Regions from separate parts of the Mus musculus genome. Here region 2 is linked to region 1. A link is a contact called in public promoter capture Hi-C data. All regions are on one chromosome and are shown on one strand. The core of a region is the stretch at or near the end of the contact, and the rest is flanking DNA. Distances in the headings are between cores, read along the strand shown.

Region 1 (5,267 bases), core at 401-2,900:
CTTCTCTAAGGTGCTTTGAACCTACCCTCAGGCCAAGATTTTGAGCAGGTTACACCCGACTTTTGAATCAGAGTGAACACATATTCACATCATGGTAAAATACATTTAGCCAGTGTACTGGGCAGCCATGCTAAGCAAGAGTCTCTCATTCAAAGGAGTGCAAAGGGTCACTGCTACCTCACACCTTGAGGGAATGAATCTTGGTGGTCACATTTTTTCAGTTTCTAACATTACCTAAAAAGTATAAAGGGAGGCTTAAGTAATTTCCATTTAATCAGAAACAGTCCCTTTTTAATACTTTCTCGACCCTGACCCCTCTGTTGTTCCTATTCTTTTAACTCTGTAAAACCCAATGAGGAAGGAAGGTAGATAAAGTATTACCCAGAGGTGAGACAATGTTCTCCCGGAGCCAGGGAGTCAGTAAGCTTGGGGGCACAAACTTCAGGACCATCAGGTGGCTCTGGTGTCCTTTCCAAGCCAACCCTGTACAAGGCACACCGAACAATCTCCTCCTGCTGCCTGACTGTTAGCTGTTCACCAGAGCCTAGCCCGTGACCCCTGGCTTAAGTTGATTCAAACTGAAGCCACTACTTGAAATTGACCCAAAGCCTACATGCCCAGGGCTAGAAGAAAGCTGCTTCCAAACGCTCAAAAAAAGGACAACGGTTGCTTTTGTTTTCTTTTAAACTGTACCTGCTAGGGAAGGAGAGTGCGTGAAAGCACACTACATTACCGAATTCTCTCAGAAGAATGGGGATTTCAGCGACGACTGACTGACTCAGAACATAGCTGCCTCCGCCGGCCGCCGACCCCAGTCCGTGACCCGGCTGCTGGTGGTTTATCATCCCTCCAAACCTGAAAGTCCCTACCTCCAGATCAATCAAAAGCTGGGGGAAGGCATGTCTTCGGAAACACAAGCAAGGCCACAACTTGGATGAATAAAACTGGGCTAAGGGCACCCGGAGCAGGATTTCCGCTGGAGTCAGAAAAAGAAAGGTCAAAAGATTTTTTTTTTCTTTTTGGTGTGATAGCGGTGACAAGTGCGTGGGTACACAGCCGGCACTGGCGGGCTTTGGAGGAAGGCTGTAACTGATCGCGGACGCTGAGGGCAGGCGATCGGGACCAGCGGCCGGCGGGGACGACGAGCAGCTTCTCGACGCGTGGGCGCAGAGCGGGGCTGGCCTGGGTTCTCGCGCGTGTGTCCTCCCGCAGTCCTTCCATCGGACTCCGGAGAGCCGGGGTCCGAGGCCCGCCCCGCCCCCTGCTCGGCACACCCCCTCCCGCGACCGCGCACACGCGCGGGCATACACACCCCCCGCCTCCCGCGCGCACGCGGCCGCGCCGAGCGCCTGACCCACGCGCCACCCCCCCACTTTGCGCCCGCGACCACCCGCGCACCGCGCGAGAGGACCCGGTGTCCAGCAGGCAGGACACGCGGGACTGGGAGGCCTAGAGGCGGCGGGGCGCGCCCGCGCGGGAACTCGGTCTGAGGGAAGGTCACTTACCCGCCGCATGGCTTTCAGAATCAAAGCCAACTCGTAGCGGGGCATCGCCCAGGTTGGCGGCGCCGAGTCCAGGAGAGCCGGGGTCGCGAGGGCGGGGACGCGGGGCGCAGAGGAAGACGAGAGAGGAACACGGCCGGTCAGCTCCCGGACGGCGAAAGCACCGTGCGACCCCGCGAGGCCGGGTTTAAAGGCTCCGGCAGCTGCGCAGACGGCTCGCCCCGCCCACCGAGAGCCCCGCCCACCCGGCACCGCCCCGCCCCTCTCCCGGAGGGCGCCTTGCACTTGCACCTCAACGGCTTCCTGCTTGCCCTCCCGGGCCGTGTCTGTGTCCCCCGAGCCTGCGGAGCGTGGACACGGTCTCGAGCAGCCCGTCGGAGGCCGTCTCCTCGCTCGGCACGCACCCGCTCCCCGCCGCCTCCGCGCCTACCAACCTTGGGCTCTGGAACCCGGTGGAACTTTCCAGGCCTCCCCGCCCACCCTCCCTTCCCGGGTGCTAGGCGAGCGAGTGCGCGTGCGCCGCGGTGCGGTGCGGTGCGATGCGGTCTGGCTGCTGTGTGCCCCTCGCCCGCGTCTCCAGGGAGGAAGGCGGGGTGCTAAGGAGTGACTGCTGCACCAAGCCGCAAAGAAACAAGCCTGGAACCGAAGGGCTATGTAGGCATTTGCTGTGTGTGCCTAGCCTGACCCAGAAGCAGGTTAATGCTTCGACTCTCGCCAGTTATTCTTTAAATATTATCCTTGCTTTTCTGGTAAAGGAAACTATGGATTCCCTGAAACACAGGAGTAAGGAGGGGCTTCGTAGAGGGTCCCAGGTCCAGCACTCCACAGCGCGCGCGCACACACACACACCCATACACGCACATATAGAGCTAACTCGGGACTCCCCTCCTTCTGCCCCTGCTCCTGTTTCTTAGCTCTGGAAGGCACTAATTCCGCTGCAATGGTTGTCTTCTGCTCCCACCTTACTCCAACTAAAAGGGTCTTTAAGTGAAATGTTCTTGTAACTTTAAAGTGCTCTAATAATAATTTACTAATAATTTACTGAGGGCTTACTGTCTGTAGCAGGCACGACACTGAGGCTGTTTGTTCTCACTTTAGCTCTGTGAAGCAAATCGTACTACTCGCCCTATTTTAGGTATTAGCAAACAGAAAAATGCAAGGATAATTTAATTAGTCCAAGGTCAAACACAAACGCGTGGAAAGAAAATTTTGTGTCCAGAATGTCTGAAGAATAGTTTCACTGCCTACACTTATGAACCTCACCCCGTCCCCCATCTTACAGGCCAAGATGTTGGTCTTACTCAGTGGCGTTGGACGTCTTTGTAAAGCACACATGGAGACTATCTTTGTCACCTCCTCCACAGACCAATCTCCACAGAAGATTATGGTTTTGAATACAACCTAGGATACCTGGTTTTTTTAACATTTTCATTAACATTTCAAGGTTTGTCCTGTGCCCTTCAACACAAACTACAAAACCACCTACTTAGCATCAGCCACACACCTGGTTGGTTGGATTGTTTTGTTTTGGTTGTTGTTGGGGGTCTTTTTAGTTTGTTTGTTTTGGTTGGTTGGTTGTTTTTTGTTTTTAAGCAGCATGCTACCAAAAAAAAAAAAAAAAAAAAAAAAAAAAAAAAAAAAAAAAAGACACAGAAGGAAGAAAGAATTTCTGGACATTGAGACGAGAATTCCAGATCTGTGTGACATCCCACTTAAACTGTCCTTCCTGTGGCCCAGTTTAGGAATGTGAAGATAAGAGTCTCACGTGGTTGAGCCAAGCCAAACACCAAGCAACACCCTGAGGTGACCAGCCTGGACTGCCTCCCGTTGGAAGCACCACAGCTTTTCCCTGATACCCAGGGACCAGTGAAGTCCTAGTTCTCTAGACAAATGGGGTGAGGAAATTAGCCTGACTGAACAATGCCTCAGGGCAGACAGCACCCCACAACCCTCCCAAGCTGTTGGCCACCCACAGACTCATCCCATTTCTTAACGTGGAAAAGAAATCAGCTATCCTAAGTCCCCCGCCCCTTTCAGAGTTTTAAATAAGTGGCTATGGCTTTGTTAATTTTATTGTTAAAATTAATGCTGATGCAAATTGAAATTTATCAAAAATAATTTTAAACTATTTATACTGTTGGGTAAGCATGTAGAATCATAAGCCATTTCTATAGTATTTAATTTATTGATCTTTAAAAAATATCTTTTAGGATCTTGGGAAAAAAGATCTAATACGGTAGATACGTAAGATTTTATTGGCCAGAGGTTTTGGCTAATTTTCAAGTAAAGCTTTCTGAGGAGTCATAGGAAGAGAGAGTAAAGGCAAAAGTTGAAATCCAAGGTGCTCTGGTCAGTTCATCCCCTTGCCATCTCATCTTCTACTACTGTATAAGGAGAGATTTGACCTTGAGCTTTTCACCATAATTCTCAAGATAGCTGACTATCGTCATCATCACCATCACCATCATCACCATCATCACCAGACCTAACATTCTGCCATTCATTGTGAGCCAGGAAGTGCTTTTCATGTATTAATATTCATTTCTGCCCAGGCCGTCACTACCACATGTCTCCAACAGTACCCAGACCTGCTCTACCCCTTTGTCTGTGTCTGCCCAGGCCGTCACTACAGGGTCTCCTCACCTGTCCAGGAGCAGTTTCCCAGGATCCTGGCTGCCATCTTTTTTTTTTTTAATATTTATTTATTTATTTATTTATTTATTTATTTATTATATGTAAGTACACTGTAGCTGTCTTCAGACACTCCAAAAGAGGGCATCAGATTTCGTTACGGATCGTTGTGAGCCACCATGTGGTTTCTGGGATTTGAACTCAGGACCTTTGGAAGAGCAGTGGGCACTCTTAACCGCTAAGCCATCTCACCAGCCCAACCCCCCCACCCCCGGCTGCCATCTTGATGGTCTCTTCCCAGTCCCTTTCCCCTCCCTGTCCCTGAATGTGGCTGTTCTCCAACAGAGGCAGCCAATGTCCTATGATTAAAGGACAATGGTAACTAGGATTAAAGGCATGAGGGGGCCATATCCTGAGTTCCTGTAATTCAAGTGCATTAGAATTTGGCTGGTATATTAGTCAGGGTTCTCTAGAGTCACAGAACTTATGGGTAGTCTCTATATAGTAAAGGAATTTGTTGATGACTTACAGTCTGCAGTCCAACTCCCAAAAATGGTCAGCAGCAACTGTGAATGGAAGTCCAAGGATCTAGCAGTTGCTCAGTCCCACAGGGCAAGCAGGTGAAGGAGAGGGAGAGTAAATCTTCCTTCTTCCAACGTCCTTATGTAGGTCTCCAGCAGAAGGTGTGGCCCAGATTAAAGGTGTGTGCCACCAAACCTTTAATCCCAGATGACCTTGAACTCAGAGATCTCCCTGTCTTAATCTTCTGGAACTCATAGCCACTGTGCCTCAAGATCTCCATACCAAGATCCAGGTCAGAAACTTGTATCTCTCAGCCTCCAGATTAGGATCACAGGTGAGCCTCCCAATTCTGGATTGTAGTTCATTCCAGATATAGTCAAGCTGACAACCAGGAATAGCCACTACAGCTGGGAAGGACTTTGAGTTGCTCTTCCCTGCCAGGAGCACAGTCCACTGTGGCACTGCAGGTGGGTGGTGGAAAGTGTATAAAACAAGTGAGTGTCCTATCCATAGATAATCTGTTAGGGAAACAAGATAAATTATCTCGAATCATAAAGGCCTGGGCTGGCACAAAGATACCTTTGCTTACTAGCATGTTCTTACCTTCCCTCG
Region 2 (5,997 bases), core at 2,477-4,976, 1.7 Mb before region 1:
GTCATGGCACTAGGCAGTGAGACAAGAGAATTCACTTGAACTGAGAGTTCAAGGTTAACCTCAGAGACATGGTAAATTCAAGACCAAGCTAAGATGTATGAGATCCTGAGGGTCATGACACAGACAGACATACGTACAGTGAGGAGAGGGGTCATGAGATGCTGTGGGGTGGGGGATGGTGGGGAAAAGAAAGCATAAGCTTAGTGGAAACGGCCAGCCAAGCAAGATCATGTATTCTCTGACTCCATTTGGATGAAATATCCAAGGTGGGCAAGTCTCTCAAGATGGGAAGCAGGTTAGTGGTTGCCTGGGTGGACCAGAAACAGACAGACAGGGTCATTTTGAGGTCATGGAAATGTGATTATGGCGATCACTGCTCAACTCTGTAACTCCACTGAAAATTGCTGAATTATATACCTGGTGAATTTGATGGTCTGAAAATTATACCCAAATTAATGCTTTTTAAAAAAAACAAAAAACAAAAAACAAAAACTAAACTCTGAATTCTACCCACTCAGCACTCTCTTCCCTCATTTTCCCACACTGTACAAAGTGGCTCCTCTACGGCTCTAGACTTCTCCTTCCCTTCACCTACCACACTCACACTAGGTCCTGCTGCCTCTGCCTGTCCCCTCTGTCCTGCTGCCTCTGCCTGCCCCTCTGTCCTCTTCCTTTGTCTGTCCCTCTGTCCTCTGCCTGCCCCTGTCTTCTGCCTGCCCCTCTGTCCTGCTCCCTCTGTCTGTCCCTCTGTCCTCTGCCTCTGCCTGTCCCTCTGTCCTCTGCCTGTCCCTCTGTCCTGCTCCCTCTGTCTGTCCCTCTGTCCTCTGCCTGCCCCTGTCCTCTGCCTCTGCCTGTCCCTCTGTCCTGCAAGTGTCCAGTCTCTCACTCTCATTCTTCTCCCTCTCCCAGTTTCTCGCGTGGCACTCCCAGAATCCTCTTGTTGCCCATGTAAAGCTCTCCTCATTACCAATGCCTCCCTCATTCTACAAGGCTCCACCCTCTGCTCCCTTCACTGTACTGGGTGTGTTCCCAGAGAGACGCATCCCTCCACACTGCTGCTGCTGCTGCCTATGCAAATGAACCCACAAGATTCACTCTCGGGAGGACCTGTAAGCTTTTTTCTGAAATACTAGGTTTCTTGCTTTGTGAAAACAGGAGGAAAGGGTGGCGATCAGAGCAGCAGTGCTTTTATTCTGCCAAGTCTACAAAGTTGCTATAGCCACAAAGTCTATAAGCTCCCTGCACCCACCCCCACCCCCTGTTCCTCTAAGGAATTTTCAGTCTGAACTCCAATACAACAGCAGTCCTGAAATATCCCAAGCATAGTTTGTTTATTAAGTGTCCCAGAACAAAGATTCTCAAGCAGGACTGGGTCTCTAGTCTAACTTGAGGAACTACTTAAATAACTGCAGCTGAATAAGGCTGACATGAGGTGACAGAGGGTAGGCTAGAATACTGACTGAGTCTGGGCTGGGGAGGTGGCTCAGTCAGGTAAGTGCTGAGCACCTGAACCATCCCCACAACCCAGATAGAAAGGCCAGATGTGCTGGGTACACATTTGTAATCCTAGCACAGGGCTCTGTCCACCAGCCTGGCCTAACCTGGGCTCCCGGCTCAAGGAGAGACTTTGCCTCAAAATAAAAAGGATGTCTTTCCTGAGAAAGGAAGCCCAAAGATTGGCTGCAACTCACTCTCTCTCTCTCTCTCTCTCTCACACACACACACACACACATTCTCACACACTCTCATACACATACTCACATACACTCTTTCTCTTACACACACATACACACTCTCACACACACATACACACTCACACACTCTCTCCTCTCTCTCTCTCTCTCTCTCACACACTCACACACTCTCATACACATACTCACATACACACTCTCTCTCTCACACACACACACACTCACACACTCTCATACACATACTCACATACACTCTTTCTCTTACACACACATACACACTCTCACACACACATACACACTCACACACTCTCTCTCCTCTCTCTCTCACACACACACTCACACACTCTCATACACATACTCACATACACTCTCTCTCTCTCACACACACACACACACTCACACACTCTCTCTCATACACATACTCACATACACTCTCTTACACACACATACACACTCTCACACACACATACACACTCACACACTCTCTTCTCTCTCTCTCTCTCTCTCTCTCTCTCTCTCTCTCACACACACACACACACACACACACACACACACACACACACAGAGCTATCCGAGTCTGGTTTGGACAAGAGAGGAAAGAGGAAGGCAAGCTATCAGCAAAGGAGTCCTCGGAGCCCACAGGTGTGGACTCTCATGATGCCAGGAAGAGCTGCATCACTGAGACGGTGAGTGTCCAGGATGACAGAGAGCGCCTGGCTGCCCTTGGCAAGGAGGCTGTCAGCCAGGTATGAACAGGCAGCAGGTGCAGTTCTTTCTCTGTGAGGGCCCAATGCTGGCACAACTGCACAGGTAAGAAGCTCAGAGGTTATTCAAGCGAACCCCTTCAAAATACGGGCATGGGGAATTACAACACTACACAGTTTCTGTGTCAGCTCTACACTGATTTCACTTACGAAACACACTGGAGTCCCACAAGGGACATTACTGCCGAAAGATGGGGATATTAGGGATTAGTGGTAGGCATAGGATTCGGGCTCAGTTCTGTTATACAATGGCTAGGTCAACCTCTAAACAGCCCCTCTCACAAGCCATCTCCAACACCTATTTTTGTGAGATACAACCGCAGTTCAGTGGGCTGATAGCGCTATGGAGGCTACAAAAGATAATACGCAAAGCCCTATGCACACGTGCACCCGATACCTTTACCTTGAAACAGAAAGCATTCGTAGGAGTGCTCTCGCCTTACCCATTCCTAATTTCTAAGCTCAGGTGAAGACGCAAAAGCCATCTGCTGGATCCGGAAGTCGGTTGTAAACATGCTTACAAGGAAGGAGTATGATGAACACAGTAAAAGCCGACAATCAGCAGCCTTCCTATTTACTTGCTGATAATGTCCCTGCTTCTACAGCGCATCAACCCTCTTTACCAACTGGCCCAGTTTTGAATTCGGTCTTTTACACTGAGATCAAATAGCACTAGAGGGGGGAAAAAAAGCAAGACACCTGACACTTCACAGGAATAGCTTTTAAAGGTGGGGTGTCCTCAACAACCCTACACAGGCTTCCCGAGATGGGGACTGCTGTCACCGGGTGAGCACCTCCTCCGCGGCTTATCCGCCGGCGCAGGGGCAGGCTGGCTGGTGCACGCCGGCTGCTGGGACACCATTAGGGAACCTGGAAGCCCTGCCCAACAAAGGCTGAGCTTCCAGAACGGCCCTGGGCCGGCTAGGCTGACAGCGGTGGCCATTCGACCTCCACCTGCGGCCCGAGGCCCGCTCGCACGGACCCTGCCAGGCGCAGAAGGCCGGGTCTGAAGCCCACACCCACGCGCGGCCGTACCCGCACTGCAGCAGACGCGCCACCGCCCGAGCTCTACGCCTCTGCCGCTCCGGGCCCGCGGGGACCACACTTACCGGCGGCCGCGGACCTCGGCGGTGGGCGTGGGACGGAGCCCGTCGGCTGCGGGACAAGGCGGCTCTGCGCTTCGGCAGAGACCTCGAAGGCGGAGGTATCGCTGCGCCTCCGCCCAGCTGCCGCCACTCCCGGGAACTGGGCGGCTGGGGGCGGGGCCGGAAGGCGGGACCTCGGGGGGCGGGACCTGGAGGCAGGCCCTCGGCGTGGGGCGGGGTCCTTAGCGGTGACTGGGAGGGGCCATTGTAGGCGGGGTCATGACGTTGCGCGTGAACGGGGGCGGAGCCTTAACGGTATGGCGGCGCCTCTCTCCTCGTGGGCGGGACTCTAGGCGTGTGGGCGGGGCCTTGGTGGCGGGGTTGGTTTGGCCTCTGCGGCGTGGGGCCGCGCCCTGGTCAGTCACATAGGGCGGAGAGCGAAAGAGGAGACTTGGAGGCGGAGGGGTTGGGGGAGGGGTCTGGCAGAGTGGGTGGGGCCTCGGTGCTCAAGGCGGGGCTCTGGACGCGTGGAGCTGCCAGTGGACCGATGGTGGGTGGGGTCTCTGAGGGCGGGGTTTTTGGGGCTGGAGGCTGGTCTAAACTTGGGGGGCCAGTGGTGGGCGTGGCCTTGCGATGTAGTCGGGTAAGGTCTCACATAAACAGGCAGGTAAAACCCTGGGCTTGGGGGGTGGGTATGGGGAAGGGGGCTGAGTATGGGGAACCTTTGGGATAGCATTGAAAATGTAAATGAGGAAAATACCTAATAAAAAAAAAAAAAGAGAAAAAAAAAAAAACAACAACAACAAAAAAAAAAAACCCTGGGCTTTCCGGACTCTGGGAGCAGGGCCTTCCCAGTGTCGTGCACCCTTGGGCTTTGCGTCAGGACCACACCCACAATCTTCATCGTGGGGTGGAGGCAGGAAGAATCCCAGGTAACAGGAACAGAAGGCTTGGGGGTTCCGGGTTAAGGTGTCCATGCATCCTCGAAGAGTGATGGGGTCTGGGAGCTGGCAGGATTCACTCTGACATTGACCGTGTCTTGATGACGCCAGCAGCAGCGCTGCCAGATGAAACAGCGCCTTCTACCGACTAAGGTTATTTCAGTGATAGCCTATTCCATGAAAATTTTAGAAAGAGCTATCTAGTGCTGGCTAGTTTTATGCCAATTTGACACAATCTAGAGTCAGCTGAAAGGAGAGAACCTCGATGGAGAAAATACTTTCATAAGATCTGGCTATAAGCAGACAAAACCTTATTTTCTCAATTAGTGATTGATGGAGAGGGCCCAGCCCATTGTGGGTAAAGACATACCTGGGCTGGTGGTTCTGTGTTCTTTTTTTTTTTTTTTCTTATTTTTTTTATTACATATTTTCCTCAATTACATTTCCAATGCTATCCCAAAAGTCTCCCACACCCTCCCACACCCTCCCCTACCCACCCATTCCCATTTTTTGGCCCTGGCGTTCCCCTCTACTGGGGCATATAAAGTTTGCCTGTCCAGTGGGCCTCTCTTTCCAGTGATGGCCGACTAGGCCATCTTTTGATACATATGCAGCTAGAGTCAAGAACTATGGGGTACTGGTTAGTTCATAATGTTGCACCTACAGGGTTGCAGATCTCTTTAGCTCCTTGGATACTTTCTCTAGCTCCTCCATTGGGGGTCCTGTGATCCATCCAATAGTTGACTGTGAGCATCCACTTCTGTGTTTGGTTCTGTGTTCTATAAAAAAGCAAGCTGAGGGCTGGAGAGATGGCTCATCAGTTAAGAGCACTGATTGCTCTTCCAACGGTCCGGAATTCAAATCCCAGCAACCACATGGTGGCTCACAACCATCCGTAATGAGATCTGATGCCTTCTTCTGGGGTGTCTGAAGACAGCTACAGTGTACTTACATATAATAAATAAATCTTAAAAAAAAAAAAAGCAAGCTGAGCAAGCCAGTAAGCAGCACCTTCCATGGCCTCTGCATCAGCTTCTGGCTCCAGGTTCCTGCCCTGCTTGAGTTCCTGCCCTGACTCCTTCAAAGGTGAACCATGATATGGAAGAGTAAGCCAAACCCTTCCTCCCCAAGCTGCTTTTGGTTGTGGTGTTTCATCACAGCAATAGTAACTAAGACACCATCCAAATCTATTTAGTAATTGCTTATAAAGCTCAGTGAATATTTTTTCTGGGAAAAATAGATTATATCAGATTCCAAAATAGATATATCCAGGAAGGCAAGTAGGCTAATCGGGTAAAGGCACTTGCTGCTCAGAGTTTGATTCTTGGATAAGAAAACCAGCTTCTAAAAGCTGTCTTCTCACACACACACATACACACACACACTAAATGTAAAAAACAAAACAAAACCCAGATGACAACCCTAACAGGAAGGGTTATGTAAATGGCTGAAGTCTGGTTCCCTAACTTTTATTCCATCCATCTGCTAGATACAAGTACTCTAGTCTTCTCAGGAA

Evidence for each region. Capture Hi-C pulls out chosen DNA fragments and counts their contacts.
Region 2: a promoter capture Hi-C map of liver shows a contact between it and region 1, with 7 times the contacts expected there. The contact joins the promoter of Dop1b here to the promoter of Mrps6 in region 1. A contact is called at or near these places in 1 of 115 datasets of contacts at active chromatin or transcription factors (astrocytes) and 2 of 9 other capture datasets (adipose tissue and liver).

What each region holds. Positions count from the first base shown.
Region 1 is chr16:92,054,719-92,059,985 of GRCm38.p6, reverse strand. Mrps6 (mitochondrial ribosomal protein S6) reads right to left here and starts at 1,650. Exons shown (of 3, transcript NM_080456.1): 1 at 1,506-1,650. The coding sequence starts at 1,550. Slc5a3 (solute carrier family 5 (inositol transporters), member 3) reads right to left here and starts at 1,664. Exons shown (of 2, transcript NM_017391.3): 1 at 1,506-1,664.
Region 2 is chr16:93,709,636-93,715,632 of GRCm38.p6, reverse strand. Dop1b (DOP1 leucine zipper like protein B) reads right to left here and starts at 3,726. Exons shown (of 37, transcript NM_027293.1): 1 at 3,565-3,726.